Linked DNA regions of Mus musculus: all the other regions are linked to region 1. A link is a contact called in public Hi-C, HiChIP or PLAC-seq, Micro-C and promoter capture Hi-C data. All regions are on one chromosome and are shown on one strand. Each heading gives the region's core, a stretch centred on a gene start, on an enhancer-like site or on the middle of the called end of the contact. The rest is flanking DNA. Distances are from core to core; before and after follow the strand shown.

Evidence for each region. Promoter capture Hi-C pulls out the DNA fragments that hold promoters and counts their contacts. Hi-C and Micro-C count contacts between places; a contact is called where the count stands out from the background. HiChIP or PLAC-seq counts read pairs in DNA pulled down with a chosen protein or histone mark.
Region 2: an H3K4me3 HiChIP or PLAC-seq map of bone marrow-derived macrophages shows a contact between it and region 1, with 11 times the contacts expected there. The contact joins the enhancer-like site here to the promoter of Junos in region 1. A contact is called at or near these places in 17 of 39 promoter capture datasets (3T3-L1-derived adipocytes, the C10 cell line, the HPC-7 cell line and 10 more), 4 of 15 datasets of contacts at CTCF or cohesin (CD8 T cells, the NIH/3T3 cell line, large pre-B cells and 1 more), 3 of 484 Hi-C or Micro-C datasets (CD4 T cells, bone marrow-derived macrophages and cortical neurons), 32 of 115 datasets of contacts at active chromatin or transcription factors (the 230-238 cell line, CD8 T cells, T-cell acute lymphoblastic leukemia and 23 more) and 3 of 9 other capture datasets (embryonic stem cells, liver and macrophages).
Region 3: an H3K4me3 HiChIP or PLAC-seq map of bone marrow-derived macrophages shows a contact between it and region 1, with 15 times the contacts expected there. The contact joins the enhancer-like site here to the promoter of Junos in region 1. A contact is called at or near these places in 16 of 39 promoter capture datasets (3T3-L1-derived adipocytes, the C10 cell line, the HPC-7 cell line and 10 more), 5 of 15 datasets of contacts at CTCF or cohesin (CD8 T cells, the NIH/3T3 cell line, embryonic stem cells and 2 more), 13 of 484 Hi-C or Micro-C datasets (the N1E-115 cell line, Th1 cells, bone marrow-derived macrophages and 4 more), 42 of 115 datasets of contacts at active chromatin or transcription factors (the 230-238 cell line, CD8 T cells, DN3 thymocytes and 30 more) and 4 of 9 other capture datasets (adipose tissue, embryonic stem cells, liver and 1 more).
Region 4: a promoter capture Hi-C map of hippocampal neurons shows a contact between it and region 1, with 23 times the contacts expected there. The contact joins the enhancer-like site here to the promoter of Junos in region 1. A contact is called at or near these places in 20 of 39 promoter capture datasets (the 3T3-L1 cell line, 3T3-L1-derived adipocytes, the C10 cell line and 12 more), 2 of 15 datasets of contacts at CTCF or cohesin (large pre-B cells and pro-B cells), 8 of 484 Hi-C or Micro-C datasets (bone marrow-derived macrophages, cerebral cortex, forebrain and 5 more), 38 of 115 datasets of contacts at active chromatin or transcription factors (DN3 thymocytes, SST interneurons, T-cell acute lymphoblastic leukemia and 31 more) and 4 of 9 other capture datasets (adipose tissue, embryonic stem cells, macrophages and 1 more).
Region 5: a contact with region 1 is called in a Hi-C map of myocytes, with 5 times the contacts expected there. The contact joins the enhancer-like site here to the promoter of Junos in region 1. A contact is called at or near these places in 19 of 39 promoter capture datasets (the 3T3-L1 cell line, 3T3-L1-derived adipocytes, the C10 cell line and 12 more), 2 of 15 datasets of contacts at CTCF or cohesin (the NIH/3T3 cell line and large pre-B cells), 11 of 484 Hi-C or Micro-C datasets (the MNK3 cell line, Th1 cells, bone marrow-derived macrophages and 7 more), 42 of 115 datasets of contacts at active chromatin or transcription factors (CD4 single positive thymocytes, DN3 thymocytes, T-cell acute lymphoblastic leukemia and 32 more) and 4 of 9 other capture datasets (adipose tissue, embryonic stem cells, liver and 1 more).
Region 6: a Micro-C map of granulosa cells shows a contact between it and region 1, with 3 times the contacts expected there. The contact joins the enhancer-like site here to the promoter of Junos in region 1. A contact is called at or near these places in 15 of 39 promoter capture datasets (the 3T3-L1 cell line, 3T3-L1-derived adipocytes, the C10 cell line and 10 more), 2 of 15 datasets of contacts at CTCF or cohesin (large pre-B cells and pro-B cells), 26 of 484 Hi-C or Micro-C datasets (the 3T3-L1 cell line, B cells, the NIH/3T3 cell line and 17 more), 43 of 115 datasets of contacts at active chromatin or transcription factors (the 230-238 cell line, CD4 single positive thymocytes, CD8 T cells and 31 more) and 5 of 9 other capture datasets (adipose tissue, bone marrow-derived macrophages, embryonic stem cells and 2 more).

Annotation. Positions count from the first base shown.
Region 1 is chr4:95,050,563-95,053,756 of GRCm38.p6, reverse strand. Junos (a long non-coding RNA gene) reads right to left here and starts at 1,440. Exons shown (of 5, transcript XR_867920.3): 1 at 1,375-1,440. Jun (jun proto-oncogene) reads left to right here and starts at 1,535. Exons shown (of 1, transcript NM_010591.2): 1 at 1,535-3,194. The coding sequence starts at 2,486.
Region 2 is chr4:95,706,852-95,710,045 of GRCm38.p6, reverse strand. All of the region lies in intron 6 of Fggy (FGGY carbohydrate kinase domain containing), which reads right to left. Among named protein-coding and RNA genes, the nearest start is that of Fggy, 150 kb to the right of the region's middle. Within about 2 kb of position 1,670, at least 13 of the 459 cell types and tissues checked have an H3K27ac peak or open chromatin away from gene starts, as enhancers often do. A contact at or near this core is called in CD8 T cells, acute myeloid leukemia, bone marrow-derived macrophages and 1 more, where this site is marked.
Region 3 is chr4:95,683,359-95,686,552 of GRCm38.p6, reverse strand. All of the region lies in intron 5 of Fggy (FGGY carbohydrate kinase domain containing), which reads right to left. Among named protein-coding and RNA genes, the nearest start is that of Fggy, 130 kb to the right of the region's middle. Within about 2 kb of position 1,617, at least 93 of the 459 cell types and tissues checked have an H3K27ac peak or open chromatin away from gene starts, as enhancers often do. A contact at or near this core is called in the 230-238 cell line, the N1E-115 cell line, astrocytes and 14 more, where this site is marked.
Region 4 is chr4:95,662,367-95,665,560 of GRCm38.p6, reverse strand. The region is part of intron 5 of Fggy (FGGY carbohydrate kinase domain containing); the gene reads right to left. Among named protein-coding and RNA genes, the nearest start is that of Fggy, 110 kb to the right of the region's middle. Within about 2 kb of position 1,705, at least 12 of the 459 cell types and tissues checked have an H3K27ac peak or open chromatin away from gene starts, as enhancers often do. A contact at or near this core is called in hippocampal neurons, muscle stem cells and myocytes, where this site is marked.
Region 5 is chr4:95,610,026-95,613,219 of GRCm38.p6, reverse strand. All of the region lies in intron 4 of Fggy (FGGY carbohydrate kinase domain containing), which reads right to left. Among named protein-coding and RNA genes, the nearest start is that of Fggy, 54 kb to the right of the region's middle. Within about 2 kb of position 1,654, at least 8 of the 459 cell types and tissues checked have an H3K27ac peak or open chromatin away from gene starts, as enhancers often do. A contact at or near this core is called in fibro-adipogenic progenitors and myocytes, where this site is marked.
Region 6 is chr4:95,570,313-95,573,506 of GRCm38.p6, reverse strand. The region is part of intron 1 of Fggy (FGGY carbohydrate kinase domain containing); the gene reads right to left. Among named protein-coding and RNA genes, the nearest start is that of Fggy, 14 kb to the right of the region's middle. Within about 2 kb of position 1,681, at least 1 of the 459 cell types and tissues checked has an H3K27ac peak or open chromatin away from gene starts, as enhancers often do. A contact at or near this core is called in granulosa cells, where this site is marked.

The DNA of each region.
Region 1 (3,194 bases), core at 191-2,690:
CCTAGGCTGAAGGGAGGCTTAAGGGAAGAGTTGGCTCCCGGTCCTTTTTCTATCTTGCTTACGGGCTCCTGCCAAATCTCAACCCAGGATCCTCCAAATCACCCCACCCCCACCCCACCGACGGCCCAGGGTAACTCCGAAGCTGGTAGGGAAGGGGGCTATTCTCAGAGTCAAAACTAATGCCTGGCAGCCCGGTGTAGTGGACCTCATTCGCTCTACTTCTAGATGAGACCAATAAAGCTCAGAGAAGTTCTGAGATTTGCCCTTATGCCCTGGGAGAACCAAGCTTGCCACCTCTTTAGTCCTGAGGGGTGGAGGGTGGAGGGCTGATAGCAGAACCTTAGAAAAGAAATAACTTACATGTGTCTAGCGCTTCCTAGAGGCCGCACAGGATATGACTCCACCAGTGAGCGGGGAGGGGAGTTTTCAGCCTGTTTCTACCAGGGACTCCTGCTTAAGCACCGTGACTTGGGGCGAGTCCGCAGCTCTCAAGGCTTGTTTTCCCAGAAGCAAATCAGGGAGGGAGGAAGGGCGGGCGCAGACTGAGTGTGCGCGGGACCGTGTGTATGTGCTAGCGCAGGCGATCGCCGAGGTTTCCTGAGTTTCGAACCTTTATATGTTGCTTTCGACACCCCATGGGCGCTGGGCTAGCATCTTTCACACCTAGAGGAGGGGTCCCTCGGAGGCAAAGCGAACACCCCTCCCCCGGCACGTCCAGAGAATAAAGTGTTGTGCCGGGGACCCTGATGAGTCGGTTCCGAACACCGCAAATCTCTGGTTTCCAGGTACAGCACACTGCGGCGCAGATCCTTCTCCGAAACTAAACTTCCAAGCATACTCATCTTGGAGGGCTACTCTCAAACCCGCTCAACTTCAACGCACTTACGTGCTCCCACACCCAGGGCGCACACAACCCTTTTAACCCGCATCGCTCTGTCCCCCGGAAGTGCGGGGGTGCGGAGCCAGCTTCAGTCACTCAGATCATTCAGCCCTTTCTCGGGCGTGCGTGCGTGTGTGTGTGTGTGTGTGTGCCCGCGCGCGGGCGCGCGCCTGTGTGCAACCTTCACTCCCACCCAAGCTCTCCGCCCCCGGCCACTAGCGCGCCTCCCCTGCTTTCTGGATCCCCGCGTCTCGGTCCCAGTCCCCAGCCCTGAACTTGAGCCCGCCTCCGACAGACTCCGCAAGGGTCCTGCCGACCGGCAGCCTCCGTCACTAGACAGCCAAACCAAGACGTCAGCCCACAATGCACCGGGCGGGCCGGGAAAGACGCGCCGGGGAGGGAACCCGGGAACACAAGCCGAAGCTGAGCGCGGGAGGGGGGGGGGGGAGGAGGAGAAAGAAGGGCCCAACTGTAGGAGCGCAGCGGAGCATTACCTCATCCCGTGAGCCTTCGCGGGCCCAGAGAAGAATCTTCTAGGGTGAGGTCTCCATGGCGACGGGTGGGCCCGCCCCCCTGAGAACGACGCAAGCCAATGGGAAAGCCTCGGGGTGACATCATGGGCTATTTTTAGGGATTGACTGGTAGCAGATAAGTGTTGAGCTCAGGCTGGATAAGGACTCAGAGTTGCACTGAGTGTGGCAGAGACAGCCTGGCAGGAGAGCGCTCAGGCAGACAGACAGACAGACGGACGGACTTGGCCAACCCGGTCGGCCGCGGACTCCGGACTGTTCATCCGTTTGTCTTCATTTTCTCACCAACTGCTTGGATCCAGCGCCCGCGGCTCCTGCACCGGTATTTTGGGGAGCATTTGGAGAGTCCCTTCTCCCGCCTTCCACGGAGAAGAAGCTCACAAGTCCGGGCGCTGCTGACAGCATCGAGAGCGGCTCCCGACCGCGCGAGGAAATAGGCGAGCGGCTACCGGCCAGCAACTTTCCTGACCCAGAGGACCGGTAACAAGTGGCCGGGAGCGAACTTTTGCAAATCTCTTCTGCGCCTTAAGGCTGCCACCGAGACTGTAAAGAAAAGGGAGAAGAGGAACCTATACTCATACCAGTTCGCACAGGCGGCTGAAGTTGGGCGAGCGCTAGCCGCGGCTGCCTAGCGTCCCCCTCCCCCTCACAGCGGAGGAGGGGACAGTTGTCGGAGGCCGGGCGGCAGAGCCCGATCGCGGGCTTCCACCGAGAATTCCGTGACGACTGGTCAGCACCGCCGGAGAGCCGCTGTTGCTGGGACTGGTCTGCGGGCTCCAAGGAACCGCTGCTCCCCGAGAGCGCTCCGTGAGTGACCGCGACTTTTCAAAGCTCGGCATCGCGCGGGAGCCTACCAACGTGAGTGCTAGCGGAGTCTTAACCCTGCGCTCCCTGGAGCGAACTGGGGAGGAGGGCTCAGGGGGAAGCACTGCCGTCTGGAGCGCACGCTCCTAAACAAACTTTGTTACAGAAGCGGGGACGCGCGGGTATCCCCCCGCTTCCCGGCGCGCTGTTGCGGCCCCGAAACTTCTGCGCACAGCCCAGGCTAACCCCGCGTGAAGTGACGGACCGTTCTATGACTGCAAAGATGGAAACGACCTTCTACGACGATGCCCTCAACGCCTCGTTCCTCCAGTCCGAGAGCGGTGCCTACGGCTACAGTAACCCTAAGATCCTAAAACAGAGCATGACCTTGAACCTGGCCGACCCGGTGGGCAGTCTGAAGCCGCACCTCCGCGCCAAGAACTCGGACCTTCTCACGTCGCCCGACGTCGGGCTGCTCAAGCTGGCGTCGCCGGAGCTGGAGCGCCTGATCATCCAGTCCAGCAATGGGCACATCACCACTACACCGACCCCCACCCAGTTCTTGTGCCCCAAGAACGTGACCGACGAGCAGGAGGGCTTCGCCGAGGGCTTCGTGCGCGCCCTGGCTGAACTGCATAGCCAGAACACGCTTCCCAGTGTCACCTCCGCGGCACAGCCGGTCAGCGGGGCGGGCATGGTGGCTCCCGCGGTGGCCTCAGTAGCAGGCGCTGGCGGCGGTGGTGGCTACAGCGCCAGCCTGCACAGTGAGCCTCCGGTCTACGCCAACCTCAGCAACTTCAACCCGGGTGCGCTGAGCAGCGGCGGTGGGGCGCCCTCCTATGGCGCGGCCGGGCTGGCCTTTCCCTCGCAGCCGCAGCAGCAGCAGCAGCCGCCTCAGCCGCCGCACCACTTGCCCCAACAGATCCCGGTGCAGCACCCGCGGCTGCAAGCCCTGAAGGAAGAGCCGCAGACCGTGCCGG
Region 2 (3,194 bases), core at 421-2,920, 660 kb before region 1:
GAAGAACTAACTTTCACAGCACTAGAAGGTAATATGCAAGCTTCTAAGGAAGGAAAGAAATAGTCTTACCCAGCTATAATGCCCATAAACCACACCAATGACCCACATGACAAGACTTCCCTAAAAGTGCAACAGTGACATTTATATCTTGGTGGTAACTAATAGCCATCTAACTGTACTCAAGGCCTGCTTAGCAGGTGGGAAAACTAGTCAACTGCACCTGGCTTGTGAGGCCATGGATCTTAGACGAGGACCTACAAGATCCATTGTGGTAAACAAGTTTAATTCCTAACTGTAGTCTAAATACTTATCTGCACATGGACAGATAAGCATAGATCTTAACAACCATCAAAACACTTGGTTTTTTTTGCAACAGCAGGGGACCATTATAAAAAAAGCCCAAATGGTTAAAATGAACAACTGATACTAGGGTGCCTATCGCCAGCTGATAAACCAGAAAAAAAAAAAACCAACAACAACAAACAAACAAACAAACAAAAAACCTCCTGCACCTGTGTCTCAGGAAACCCTGAGGAAAAAAACATGAAAGTATTTTAAGAGCCATAAATCCATGAAGGTTGCTATAAGATTGTGCCTTCTAGCTATTACAGAAAAAACTACACTAATGAAATCACAACAGCATGTTCTTAATCAGGACTTGAACAATTCAAACAACAGTTGGCATCACAATGCAGATGGGAGCAATCTCACCAGGTCCCATGCCTAGATGAAGAGGTAAATGCGATTAAAAACTGATGAGATAGGGAGAATTGGTCTTTCCCAGGGATTAGTCCCCTGTGTGGTTATCCAATGCTAAGTACTCACCACTAGAAATATGAATATATATGTACGTATATATTCATAATATGAACATATATATGTAACACTGAAAGAACTCTGCAGGCTGTATTTATATGATGATTTGTTCCTATGTCTATACAAAGGCTGAAGAAAAAGAATCCATAAATTCAGGTTGGACATGGGGGAACAGAATGGTGAATGGGGAAGGATAATGCAAATATATTTTAGTTCAATTTTTAAAAGGCTTTATATGAAGTCACTGAAGTTACCAAGCAGATATACTGCTTGCCCTTTGAACCCCACACAGGTTAAGTACTGGTTTGGTAGTACAAGGCAGCATCAGGTTGCAAACTCATGTTAGTCTAGCTCCCCAACAGTTACCCCAAAGTAAGTCTGGAAAATAAACACTGTTTTCCCCCAGTAGCAAGAGTCAACCTCAGACCTTTGTGCATGGTGTGCATCACAGAACAAGCAAGACACTGCAAAGATTTTGCTTTTAACAACGTGCTGGCAGCTGAGTTGCTTCAGTTTAAAGCCAAGATACAAAGTCCTTGACAGAAAAGGGCAGGAGGAGGGGCAAAGAACATGAAGTATTAATAAGCCTCATAAAATCATTACCTTGTCCCTTAAGTAGCTTCTGAAATAGGAACAGCAGGGAAGAACACCAATAGGGGTATTTGGTTTGCTCTCCCCTCCCATACGTTGTATATTTCTACAGGTAAAATGGTATGAAAATTTAACAGAATTTTAATGTCATTCTCTAAGTTTTATGATACCACAAAGAGATGATCTTCATTCTGCTCACCACAAGAGGAGATGGGTCACAGAGTAGGTGGATCCATGACTCATTACCTCCCAGAACCTGCAGAGGCTGCCTGAGTGGCAGGCAAACTTCTGGGATCAATAAAGTTCAAGGCAAGGCAGCGCCTGCCAGAAGGCCTTAAAGAAAGTCATTAGTCAACTAGTGACCCGACAAACTCATCACAGCAGCCCCCTGTTGTGGATTCTCAGAAAGGTTGATCTGTGCTGAGAAACTTAAAAGGTCATGGGTATCTAGAAGTCAAAACTCACAGAATGGGGTTGAGGGAAAGAAACCACAGAAGAACCATGGAGACAGGGGTAGGTCACCTCAGACACCAAGGTCACCACTTACCTTCTGCGTGACCATGAAAGTGAGGCATAAGAGTGATGACATGTCACATGCAATGCAAAAGCTAGTGGGGCACAGGAGAAGCCTCTCAAGAATGCTGGATGAACCCCTCTCTAAATGAATGACAATGATGACATAGCATCTAGTGTGCACAGGATCTAGATGCAAGTCCTAGGCGAATAGCCTTCAGAGAAAGGAAAAGTAAACTAATTGTGTACTTGATGTGATTAAAACTACTAGTTCAGCCTCTCAAGGAAATATTCTGTTCCTTCTTTCCAGGAATGTCAGGAGCCATCTCCTCAGCTTCTGCGGTGGTACTCAGAAAGAGGATTCATAAGTGAAGGTGAGAGGTCTCTTCCAATCAGCACCAATGTGCTTGAGTGACAGGCGGCCTGGAATTAAAATCTTGCTGAATGCCTACCATGCTTGTCTTGGGAAAGGTGATTTCAGGAGGTGAGTCAAACTCAGCCTGTTCAACTGTTTCACACTGATTGCTATATCCAGGTCCCTGCTCCTCTAATGATACCACTCCCTACCTGCATTGCTGTGGCGTTTTAACTGTGAGGCTCCGAGGAAAACACATGTCTTCAAATGCAATCTGAGCTCTCTTGAACTGAACCTCTGGCCTATGAGATTCCAGAATCTATGGCTTTTTAAACCTATGACCTTGAACACCAGAATGCCCTGCACTGTAGTTTCTTCATTAGTATAATGATACAATATTACCTACCAAGACTGGTTAGGAAAATTAGATTAATATTAAGAAATCACCTTGAAGCGATTGATATACAATGCATGAACATCTGCTTGGTTTAGTCAACCTCAGCAACCTAACACTCTAGTTAATCTACGTAACCACTAAGTTTACAAACCATAACCACTAAGTAACCACTAAGTTACACACAAACCATAGGGAATCTGCATTTTCCCATTTCCTGTATTTTAAATAAAAAGGGAGGACTATACATGTACACCGAATAAATATATCCCACCAAAAGAGACAACTGGAGTTGGGAGGCAATTTGGGGGCAGGGGAGAAACCTAGGGCAATGGAAACTCCCAAAAATCTATTAGGATGGCCCTAGCTAATACTACTAGTAATAGGGAATATTTTTCCTGAACCTGCTATCTCCTGTAACCAGGCAAGACTTCCAGTGGTAGGCTTCATATACCAACCCAGCTGTAAAACCTTCAACCTACAATCCGTCCTGCCAGCATGATGTGCTGGGGTAAAGATGACATA
Region 3 (3,194 bases), core at 368-2,867, 630 kb before region 1:
CATGCAATGAATTCAATTTTTTACGTGCAAAAAAATACATATGAGCAACATTCAAGGATGCTTGAGTGACAGAAGACATATGAGTGTGTTACCACATTATTTTATTAAAGGGAAGAAAAATGATCTCTACATATTGCAGACCGTTCAATATTACTTCAAGACAAAAATTCACAAGGAAGTAAGAGAGAACAAGAATGGAAGCACAGAGGCTGAGTTTCACTCCCAGAGGGTCTGAGAGGGACAGGCATCCTTACTGTCTACAGGGAGATATAGCTGGACCACACAGCAGGAAGATGGTTAAGGGTAAAAGCATCCTGAAAGAGAATAAGTAAGGATCTATGGCATTGCAAGTCAGCCCTCGGCTCCTTCTCAACCCAGATCCCAGAGCTCTGGCTGCCAGGGTATAAGGACTGAAGATTAGTTTTGTGGGGATCTCATCAAAGCAAAGCAAACAACAAAACAACATATCCTATGCACATAGACAAATAAACCAAAATAGTAACAACATAAGGTTAATCCAGATTGGAAAGTTCACAGGTTCCAGGGTTGAACTACCACTATCCTTGTATACTATCTACATGGCTATCAAATTTCCCTCTAAATTCATTTCTGTCTATCCATCGATTAGTGCAGCCCTCAGCCCTTACCAGGGAAACTTCTTTGGGCAGTGGATCGTGGTAGATGGTGCAGAAACTCACTTCTGGCCAAAGTATAAAAGAGGAAGTGTCAATGGAGTATCCATCTACAAATGAGACAAGAGAGGGAGGAAGAGAGTGAGGGGAAAGGTAGGGAAGAAAGGGGAGAGAAAAAAGAGGGGGAAGGGAGGGAAAGAGAGACAGTGGGGGTAGCTTGAAGCATGGGAAGACTACATTGAAAAGGGCCTCTGCATATGCAGGGACCACAGTGCTCCTGAGCTCATGCCATGGGTGCTGCCTGCCCAAGATCAAGCCAGTCAATATTCTAGGACAGAGAGTGAAGGGCTTCTAAGCCCAACACCTAAGGATATGGGGGCAACACATTATGAGTTATATTTTCTAAACAAAGTTGGGGTGGATAGGGAGGCAGAAGAAGATCGGAGAGGAGTTAGGGAGAGGGATTGGGGGTGAATAGGATCAATACATTGTATGAAATTCTCAAAGACTTAATAAAAAAATCATATTATTTTAAAGTAAGGCTAATTGAAAGGAGCCTTGTTAGTGCAGTAGGTAGTGCGCCAGTCTCATAGAGGTAAAGATAACTGAGAAAGCAGAAAGGAGAGCCCAGCCAGTTTAGTCTAGTTGGAGGGGTCAAATGAAGGAATCGGAGCAAAGCTTAATAGCGGGCACCTGCTGTGTTTTCCTAGACAGGTAGAGAGTGAGGAAAAAAAAAAAAAGACCAAACACACTTGTAGTTCTTGAAGAACCTGAAGCAGCTTCAGCAAAAAGAAGGGGGCAGGGGGTGCTTCTTGCTCTCCAGATACACTCAGAGCAAAGCAACCTCAGAAGAATAAGCCAGCCCAGTTCCAGGGGCCTGGTCTTTCTCCGGAATTTCTCCAGCAAGACTATGAAAAGAAAGCCAGCCACAGTGCTGCATAATTTATGCACAGTTCACTGCACTGACAGGGCCAGGCCCCACTCTCAAGGGAAACCTTTTGTTCTCTGCTTGGGGAATGTAGAACCTGGAGAGTCTCAATTGAGCAAGCCAGTGAACAACAGAATAATTAGAGGTAAGGATGGGGATAAATTACCAAGATATTCCTGGCTGCAGCCTCTGGTACTTCACAGGCCTGTGATGGGTCTGTGTTGTTCAAGGCATACAAAAGACTGAATTAGCAGCATTGAAGATATTGCTCTAGGGGAGATATAATGACTGGGGCTGGACCACTAATGACATCAGCAAAGAGACAAGAGGGGCTTCTTTGGGAAGAAATAGCACTGCACCGACTGCGGCTGCTTGTGTTAGGGAGCTTTCAGGATGCACGCTTGTTACTACTGGCTCTGCACTTCATCAACACTTGCTGACAGGTTCCTGACAGAGCAAAATAATATAAGCACAGGGCAATATTGAGTTGCCTTTTCAGTTAGACTTGCTGGTAACAGTTCAAATGTGGTCATGACTACATAAAAAAGCTGAGGTAGTTTTCCCATGCTCTCAGAGAAAGACATCTCACTGTCAAAAACAAAAGATCAGAAGTTATTACCGAATAGTCCAAAATCTGGATGAAATCCTCTCAGTTTATGGATTTGGATTTGCCATAAAATAAAACAAAACAAAACAAAAATGATGCTAATGTGGGGTAATATGAAACACAGGGGACAGGCTGAGAAGGGTGGAATCCCTATGCAAGGCACTGTGCAGAGTCTGGTTGTGGAGGCTACTAAACCTCACAAGAACCTTAAGAAGATATTGTACTGTAGCCCCATGTGACAGGAAAGGACACAGAGGCTCAGCAAGGTGGGACAGGTCACTTGAATTAATTAGGAAAGAGTAAGGCAGACCCTGAAACCTTGTTCTAATCAAATAAAGTCTTTTTGAGAACCAGAAAGATGCATCAGTGGGTAAAGGGACTTGCTGCCAAGCCTGACAACCCAAATTCCATTTCTGGAATCCACAAGGTAAAAGAGAGAGCCCATTCTATGGCTTATTCTCTGATCCATATGCATACCATGGCACATATGTGCCTGAACACACACACACACACACACACACACACACACACACACACGACACATATGCTATCAAGTTGACTCTTGTTAATTGGATGTTCACTCAGGATCATCAAGGAAAATTACTTCATAAGACACTACAAAAGCAAAACCTGACATGGAAAAGAGAAGAGTAATTTTGATGTTCTGTTTGTTTTTCCATTGCTTACCTCCTTTGTGTCTTCTTTTGTCTGTATGCATCTGTGCATGTAAAACACATAGTGGGGATTGAGCCCTCCTCCTAGAATGTCCCAATCTACTGCTTTACCCCTTCTATTCTTCTTAACAAAAAGAAAATAAGATGTCTCAGTTCACTGAGACATTTTTTACAGAGAAGCATTCGGGTAAAACTTAAGGTATTCAGGAAGGAGAAACACACTATAGCCATGGATAACAATGAGACGCTCCCTGGAGGGGAAATTGGCTCTCCCACTTTTCAGGATGCCATTACTTTCAGGGACTCTTTGAAAATTCTATACCAGTGCTCTGAAGTGTGGCTTAATGTCTTCT
Region 4 (3,194 bases), core at 456-2,955, 610 kb before region 1:
ACTGCAGAGGTAGGCCAGGCTTCAACCCCAGCAGCATGACCTTGGGGACAGCTGCCTAAGTGTAAGTCACCTGAAAGATTGAGTCATAGCTGGTATAGGTTAACTGACTTCATGCCAGTAAAGCATTCCATACAGTGTCCCATGTGTCACTAGGACTCAGTGAATGTTCATGTTATTTTGAGAATACTGCATAAACATTAAAGACTTAAAACAATTAGGATCAAATAAACCTTTGGCATACCTTTCTCAGCCCAGAGTACCCACAAGCAATGCCATAGACACTGGATTTTGTGATAACCTGTACTAAGATGTGCTTTAGTTTGGAAGTAGGATGAGTGGCCATTCATCATGGGGAATATGAAGACCTGAAGCCCTAGAATGGAACTCCCGCTGGGAGTTCAACTATCATTACTAGCTCAGTTATCATGGGCAAGTTGTCTAATCATATGACCCTTAGTCCCTCTGACTATAAGGAATTGTGTGTGTGTGTGTGTGTGTGTGTGTGTGTGTGTGTGTGTGTGAGAGAGAGAGAGAGAGAGAGAGAGAATGCCCCTATGAGTGTGGTGTGATGCATATGTGCGTATGCAAGCCTGGAGTTGATATTAAGAGTCTACATCAGTTTCTCTGCACATTATTTTCTGTCTCACTGATCCTGAAGATCACTCACTTGGCTAAGCTAGCTGGCCAGGGAGCTCCAAAGATCCTCCTGTCTCTGCTCAACCCAGTGCTGGAACTGTGAGTATGCACTGGCATGCCCAGGATTTTACACAAGTTTGAAGGACCTGAACTTAGATCCTCAGCAAGCACTGTACTGACTGAGCCATCTCCCAAGCCCCACTTTTAAATAACATAATCTTAAATATAATAATGGCTAGGTGTATATTCCTCACCATCATAATAGAGTCCTGAGAAATTATTATAATTGGGAAACATTATCCAGCTTCTCTAGAGTCACCGCACAACAGATGGACACATAACTTAGGCAGAAGTTACCAGCGAATCCAATTACACTTGGCAAGTGTGACTACCCCACCCCCATCCACACACTGAGCAAACATCAAGAGGTGACTGCTGTTCCTCTCTTAGCAGAGACTGAATTTCCCTGTCCCTCCATTGTGCTCCTGACAGCAACTCACAACTCACTAGAACTAACTAATTTATCTGCCGTCCCATGTCCACAGCCAGCATCCCTTGTTAGAGATGAGTGAGCCAAAAGCCACTGGGGTTAATTAAGTGACTTACTAAGTAACCTTTCCAGCCCAAGAACAGAAACAGCCTCCCTCTCGTGCACTGTTATGTCCACCATGCACTCCACCTCTCAACTGCCCATCCATCCTAGCTAAGTCATGGAAGGTACTGTGACGGCCTTCTTTGCCTCCTCAGACTGCACAGAGGAGCTGCTGCTCTTAACAGATTGCTTGTGATGGAATCCTGACAGGCTCCCTCCTGTGACAGGTAAAGGCAGGAACTATGAATTGGCTCAAATGCTTTAATGGAATATGTAGAGCTTTCCATATCTCTGGCCCAGTTTTGCCCTTGTGAGCATAAGCAAAGGAAATTCTCCTAGTGCAGAAACTACATCCAGAGCAAAGCTAGAGCAAAGTGGATTGTGCCAGCCGAGGAAGGAAACACGAGGCAACTGACTGGCCCCTCAGCCATCTCCTGTCTTCATGAGTCATAAATGAATGGCACCTCTGCCACTGGTGCCACAGGCAGATTCTCTGCTGCCCGCAGGCATCTGCTTCTGTCAGCTGGGAAGAATCCCATAGAGCACTGGTTTCAACTGAATGTCTTTGGGGAGGGCAGGGCTAGTACCCAGCTGCTGTTAGCAGACAGGGAGGCGCCTTCTCACCTGCCCTGGGTACCCTCTATGGACCTGACTCTCCAGCTGTCCCTGTGGTTACAGACTTTCCTTGCCTGACTCACAATAGTAAATGTACCCTTCCTCCAAATGAAGAATTAAAAAAAACAACTTTGTTTATTGATATCTGACGGGGAGAGGTAGGGATAGGAGAAGAAGAAGAAGAAGAAGAAGAAGAAGAAGAAGAAGAAGAAGAAGAAGAAGAAGAAGAAGAAGAAGAAGAAGAAGAAGAAGAAGAAGAAGAAGAAGAAGAAGAAGAAGACGACGACGACGACGACGACGACGACGACGACGACGACGACGACGACGACTTAGTTGTATTGCAGGTGGTACCATCTGTTGCAAAATTTTTGTTTTTATCAATTACAAGTCTGGCAGTAAACGGAACTTTGAAAATAAATAAAAATCAGAAAAATAATCTCCAAGACTGTATATGCACTGCTTAGCCTGGCTAAGAGAGCTACAGCCATCATGGGGGGTTAAACCACAACCATGTACATCCACCCTTTCAACTAATAATCACCAGAGCTGACTAAGGATTTAAATGATTATCTATCTATCTATCTTTTTATTTATTTAGTGTGTGTATATGTAGTATGTTTGTGAATGCCTGTGCGCATATGTGCATGTATGTACCCATGTAAAGGCAAGGTGTCATTGTCTAATATTTTCCTCAATTCCTCCCTACTTTTTTTTTTTTAGATAGTGTCTAACGTTGTATCTGTAACTCACTGATTCAGAGAAGATAGCAGGCCAGCAAGCTCAAGAGCTCCTCTTGCCTCTACCTCCCCAGTGTGAGGATTATATGTGCCTACCACCATGCCTGGATTTTTACATGAGTATTGGAATCAGAATTTTGTTTTTATGCTTACACAGCAAGTGCAGTTTACAAACTAAGGCATCTCCTGGCTTCCAACTAAAGTTTTAGCCATATTTCTAGGCACTGGAGAGAAAATACTAAGGCTATTGACTTCAAGAAGCCAAGACGATATTTGAAGGGTTCATATCTTCTCCCTCAATAAAATCAAGGAATTAAACAATGTGTTTCTGGAGAGTAGCAAACATCATAAGATGATGAACATGCTGATATATAGGCAGAACATGCTGATATATAGACTGAACATGCTGATATATAGACTGAACATGCTGATATATAGGCAGAGGCTCAGGGGAAGCCTCTCTAAGGAATCTTCTGAAGCAAGATTGACTGGAAGAAAGTTCTGAATGCATTTACAAAGTGCTAACACTGTGGAGATAATGCTATTATTTCAGATGACATTCTGCAACTTCTTTCCCAGCCTACTAATTGCCTCTCTACCTCCATCTTGTTCTC
Region 5 (3,194 bases), core at 405-2,904, 560 kb before region 1:
CAGGTTAATGTCCTTAGAGTGAGAGAGCTGGAAGTGGGTGGCAAACAACTGCTGGCTTTCTCTCACTGTGGCTAATGGGCAACTGGAATCTATACCATGATGTTCCAAAAGGAAATTCCAATTATAAACAGACCTCCAAGGACCTTGACTACCTAGTGCTCATTCTTCAGGGCTCATTCTTTAGGTACCACAGAGTATCCCTTACAAATTCTACTACCCCTAGTACTCCTAATCTAACCCTACCTTACCCCCTAGACAACCTCCCTGTCCTGTGACCTTGGCCTGTGAGCTGTGTAAAACTTGAGTACAATCTGAAACAGACCTCCCAACTCTACCAGACAGCGACTGCAGTAAGTGTGCCCCTCTTAGCATATCTCATTGCTTCAGATAGGACCTGGGAGCTCCTGTTTAAATAGGAACTGAGAGGTTCATGTTCAAATGGATGAGTGTTATTTTGGCAATATCCTAGTAGAAGTTGCTAATGTGATTTTCTTCATCTTTCTTCAAAGTCTGAAGAGCAGACAGTAAGCAACCTCTGTTTCAAAGAGGTCAGAGTCTGTTTACCGTGACTCATTTGGGATCCCATTTCACAGAGCATCTTGCTATAGTTTAGGTTAAGTGTCCCACAAAGCCCATAAAACTAAAGACAAAGGCATGGTGACCAGGCTGTGATTCTGTTGTAAAGTGATGAGACTTTGGGAACAGAAAGGTGACTAGTGTACTTTTTTATTAATTAACAAAAGAAAACATCCTTTTAAAATTGTTTTGGTTTGGAGAATAGCTTTTTTTTTAATGAGGGTTTATTTTGAAAATAAAATTTTCACTCAAACTTATACGAACACAATCCAAAATAAGATAATATCTAGTGACAGTTTTTCTGGTCAGATGACTTTACATAACTTTATAAAATATTCACATATGAATATCCCTTACTAATGCAAGTCTCTGATTTAAACCTAACTAAACATTATTGTAGTATCTTTTATTTTATAGTGTCAACAAGCTTATAAATTAGTAAATCTACTAAAATTTACATGTATGCATCCTTTCCTAAAAGCTGTCTGTAAAGATTAAGCATAATTTTTGTCAAGGCCTTGTCCCTTAAACAATGTGAACCCTATCTCCTTCACTGTTGGATTACTTAATTGGGCACAGAAACAAGCATATCAAAAATATATCCCAATAATCAAATGTTTTGATTCACAGAGTTTAGACCCCTTAGCAATGCTGTAATAACAGGTAGCGCAGTGGAGTCCTCTGACTTAGTAATCTCTCCAATGATGCTCAAATGCATACCTTTGGGGGATTTTTGAGTCAGAAGACATGGACCACTGAGACAACAAATAGCAGAAGCCATGCTGAAGAGGTTCTGTTAGAGGCACTACTGCATCAAGTAATTAAGAGTTTGCTGTATCCACTCTGACACCCAATATGCCAGGGACTCCATTTCATAAATAGGGACCTCAGGGCCTCAGGCACATGAGCCGCCGAGATCATACAGACAATGGGAAGAACTGGAGAGAAATCCTGGCCATGAACCCGAGCCCCACCTCCTATAACCACCATCCAGCTGCTGCTTCCAAGAGCTAGGGAGGCGCTGGATAAATACTTCTACAATGATCCACTCTCTTTCAGGTCCCTGGACAGACCTCTGGCCCCCCCAAACAAGGCCAGACCACATGGCTGCCTACCAAGACAACTGTAAGAGGCATCTCTCTGATGGTCCCCGCCTCTCCCAACATGTCTCTGGAGTTCACAAAATGCCAATGCTGATGGACCTAGAGGTCGAATGCAGCAGCTGTTCTCAAATGCCAAAACCATAGTGCTAGTCCATGGGCAAAAATTTTCATTAATCAGTGGCTAAGTAAAAATGAAAGTAATAATAGTAAAATAAAGGTATTTATTAATAACATTATAAACATTATGAATTCTATAAATAATCATTTAAAGAGAGACTGTACTCTTCATTTCTTTAATGAGTAATGGGTAAGTTTCAAGACACTTCAACATATCATCAACAAGGGAAAACTCTATCCATCACAGGGTTTAGACCCCTTAGCAATGCTGCAATAATAAACAGGTAGCACAGTGGAGCCCTGACTTAGGAAACTCTCTAACGATCCTGGAATGCATACCTTTGGGGGACTTTCGAGTCAAAAGACATGGACCACTTAGATGACAAACCCCAGAAGCCACTCTGAAGTGGCTCCACTGCAAATGCAGTTTATATAGCGGGTGTGGATATAGGTTCAACATTGCTTCCCACTGAGATCAGACTTCCCTCCACAGGTTCTACCCAGTGCATTGCCCCTTCAGGCTGCAAGATACATTAGACATCAGAGGAGTCCCTGATCTCACTTGCAAATCACCCAGCAAAATAGGCACAGCTCACTGCTCAGAGACAAGCTTGCAGTGAGATCATAGCTGCAGGATCCTTTCAGGGCCCTGGAACCAAGAAGGAGCAAAGACTAATTGAGCTATTCATTCATTCTTTCTATTTACATAATATTTGGTCAGAGTGCAAAGGAGAAGAGACAGAGTTTCTAAGAGATTCATATATTGTCCTGGGGTACATAAAGGAGTTTCTAGGCTGGTATTTGTATAGTAGAAGAAAACTTAAGACCACACTCTCAAGGATAATTCTCGAAATGTAAGTTTAACTTTGGATCTAAACTTTGAGAACTAAATGGCTTTTTGTTTTATAGTTTGTATTTACCTTAAAATTTTAGGTCGGACAGAACGGTTATATGGGATCCAAATTGTTCATTTAATAAGAACTAGCTCTATAAACATTTTTCAGTCATTCTGTTGAATGATAAAATATAAAACTTAGAACTTACTTAGCATAAGTCAGATATATAAATTTGGGAAGGAGCTCAAGTTTATGGTTTCCCTGTTGTATGTTTCTTCAATGCCAGTTCACAGCAGATACCCCAGGGTAATACTAAAAAATACAAGGTTCAAATGCTGAGGTATCTGGTCCTGGTGTACAGAGGTGTGGTACAAGCATCCTAGAGAAAGACTTATAGATTAGCAGATGAGTTTTAGCTTCACCTGGAGAAAAAAAATAGGAAAAAATTAAGGGAGCAGTCATTCATTTCTAACGTACAAGAGCATAAGAGAGGGGTACAGGACCCTAACCCTAACCTTTTCCCCAGAGCCTGTATCAACTTCACTTGGAAGATAAGCCCCTG
Region 6 (3,194 bases), core at 432-2,931, 520 kb before region 1:
AATCACCACAACACGAGGAACTGTATTAAAGGGTCACAGCATTAGGCAGGTTAAGAACCACTTTAGGCCATAAAGGATCAGTTATCTGAAAACCAAATATTCAATTTGAAAAAATAAAATGGTCCTCCATTCCTCAAACACACGCCTGCCAGGATTATCTTGGGCTAAAGAACCAATGTAAACATGACTAGGCTGCTGCTCTTCCACAGAACCTCCTGAATCCTCCTCTCCTCTAGCCCTTGCTCTCTCCCTGAGATCAACCCTCTACACTACATACCTGTAGAACTTCCAGTTTGCTGCCTTTGGCCTTACTCTTCTCTCTTTTGAAACACAAATAATAAGTGGGCAGTCCTCAGAGAGAGAAATAAATGAACACATTTCCAGCTTCAAAGGAGCGAAGGGTTAAAATCAAAACAATACTGAGATATAATTTCAACATAACAGATTAGCAGACATTGGAACTCTGAAAATACCCACTTTCAGTTAGAGCATTAGCAGGGATACTTTCCACAGCAAAGCGACTCACTCAATCACTGGTTAAACGACTGGCAGTATCGGTCAGCTTTTACAGTCTACCTTTACCCAGCAGTTTAACTTCTAAGAACTGATGAAGCATTGGTTCACCATAAAGCTAAAGAAGCACGGCCACTCTAACACCTTTTATAAATGCAAGAGCACCCTTGCGAGAAAAAAGAAGAGAAAATTTGCACGTGTTTATTGAGAAGAGAGTTTATAAAAATAATATATCAGTAGCTATCCAAAAGAATAAGAAAAGAGCTACAGAAACATGCTGATCATATATTATTAACTTAAAAGCAAATCCTGCCAAGCTGCCACGCTGCTGAGCTAAGAGGTTGAGGCAGGAGGATCAGTATGAGTTCAAGGCTACTCTGTATTTACGGAGTGAGTTCCAAGCTAACCTGAGCTACAGTATGAGACTCTGTTTCAAAGAAAAAAAAAAGCTCATAGATTATACAGTATGTCCCCTTTTGCATTGTTTTTTAAAAGAATAGAGGCCTAAGCTTGCATGGCCGTGCATACCTGGAACATTATTACTCAGGACAATCATAAGGATTAATTTAAATATTGCTTCCTCAGGTCCCATGCTCTTCCCCTGGGAGCTGACCAGAGAGTAATGTTTCCTGCATTTTTCAGTAATTACATTCACATGCATCTAACTTCCTCCTATTTATTTTTGAGATAGCCTCTATCTTCAGTCAAAATATTCCTGAATATTTTCTGTGGCAACCAAGGGTACTATAAAATTTACCCTTAGTCAAAAGCCATACTAATCTTACCTACAGCCCCAGACTGCCCACAACAACTGGGCAGAGAACAATGCTTCTGAGATGTGAGGCCTTTGCAGGTATCAGACAGGGTTTCAATCATCTGAGCTTTCCACCCATGTCACAAGGCAACTTTTTAAAATCCTAAATTAAACTTATTATAATATCAAAGTTAGCACAAAATTCCACTAGCTCAGAATTTGGCAAGCTAATTGAGTCTGATCTATCTAAACCATTCTTGATTTTATAGAATTTTTTTCCTACTTTTAGACCTTCACTTCCACAGTCAGTTAGCAGAACCCAAGTGACTAAGCTTTCGGCCTTGTGTGCAGAGGTCTTCAGAACAGCTCAGCCACAAGTCTAGATGGCCAAGGACGAGCAATAAACTCACCCTAATGTATCACTCCTTCCTCAGTCGTCCCTGAACCCAGCCCCTACAAACTGCACTGTATAAGGACCCACCCCACCCCCACTCCTGAACTCTACCTCATTGAGTTATCCTTGCTAATGACAATTTCAAAATACACTCCTGGAGAAAATTATGCTTTGTTTGGGTAAGAATATAATTTTCCTTCATATAGCAAGCCCATTTTCCCCATCACTCTATTCACTCTTTACTTCTACTCATGGAGGATGGGAACTCCATTTCAGGATCGTTCTACTGCTCATACCTCCAGTCTAGCCTCATTTTTGCATAGTTCCCTTTCTAAGAACAACTCCATTTGGGGGCATCTTATATTTCCTTCTAACACACTTCTTTGCCCATGATCCCATGGCTTCATATAGTAAAAAGTTCTCCATTATTACTGACGCCTTAGTACCTCAAAAATCCCTTCTTCACTTTCAAATAGTCCCTTCTATATATTTTATTCAAAACTTGTAGTTGGCAATTTCTATTTCTAGCCAAAGAAGAGTTGTAAGAACCATATCCTCCACCCTTATAGTGATTCTAAAAAGACTAAATAAATAAATAAATAAATAGATGTATGTCTCAGACTGTTGGAAATCTGGCTACGTTCACCATTAGAGAAAAATTAGTTAAAAAAAAAAAAAAAGATAATTCCTTCAATTGCTCCAGATGAATGCCGGGGACTATGTGCAAACTATGTCACACATTGTCATATGTGCAGATGGAGTACAAGAGAGGAGAGAGCTGCATCAGGAAGACACTCAAAGCACTGCACAGCAGATCCAAGGCAGAAAAGCAGAAGCACCCGGAAGCACTACAGTAAAATTTCAGTGGATCACAGAGCACTATAACCTATACCTTCATATCAACCAAGGAAAATCATAGCTCACAGAGTTCTAGGCAAAACGCAGAATACAGAATAGTGTTGTGGGTCCAATTGACAAGCCATAAAACAAGACTCCGAAGGATCAAATTGTTTCCAAATAACTCACGCATGCCCTTGAACAAATCTCAAATGTATTTACAAAAAGTACAAAGAGAGAAAAAAAAGAGCATCCATGGTATAAATACATAATGATTGTTATGTTTTTTTTTAAAAATTAGCATGCACAGGGCTAGGAGGATGGCTCAGCAGGTAGGAGGACTTGCTGCATATGTATAAGGACATGAGTTTGAATGGCCAGCATCTTAAGTCTGTGCCTCTCTCTCTTTCCCTCTCCCTCTCCCTATCTTTTTTCTTTCTCTCTCCCTATCTTCTCTCTCTCTCTCTCTCTCTCTCTCTCTCTCTCTCTCTCTCTCTCTCTCTCTCTCTCTCTCTCTCTCTTTCTTTCTTTCTCCTTCCTAACCTCCAGGATTGTAGTAAAACCAGACAGATCCTGGAAGCCTACTGGTCATTGAACTTCAGTAAAAGCAGAGTTACAGAATACGATGTCGTTCTCTGTCCTTCACACAAACCCTCATGGACACATATATTCACATACACAAATGTATACCCATGC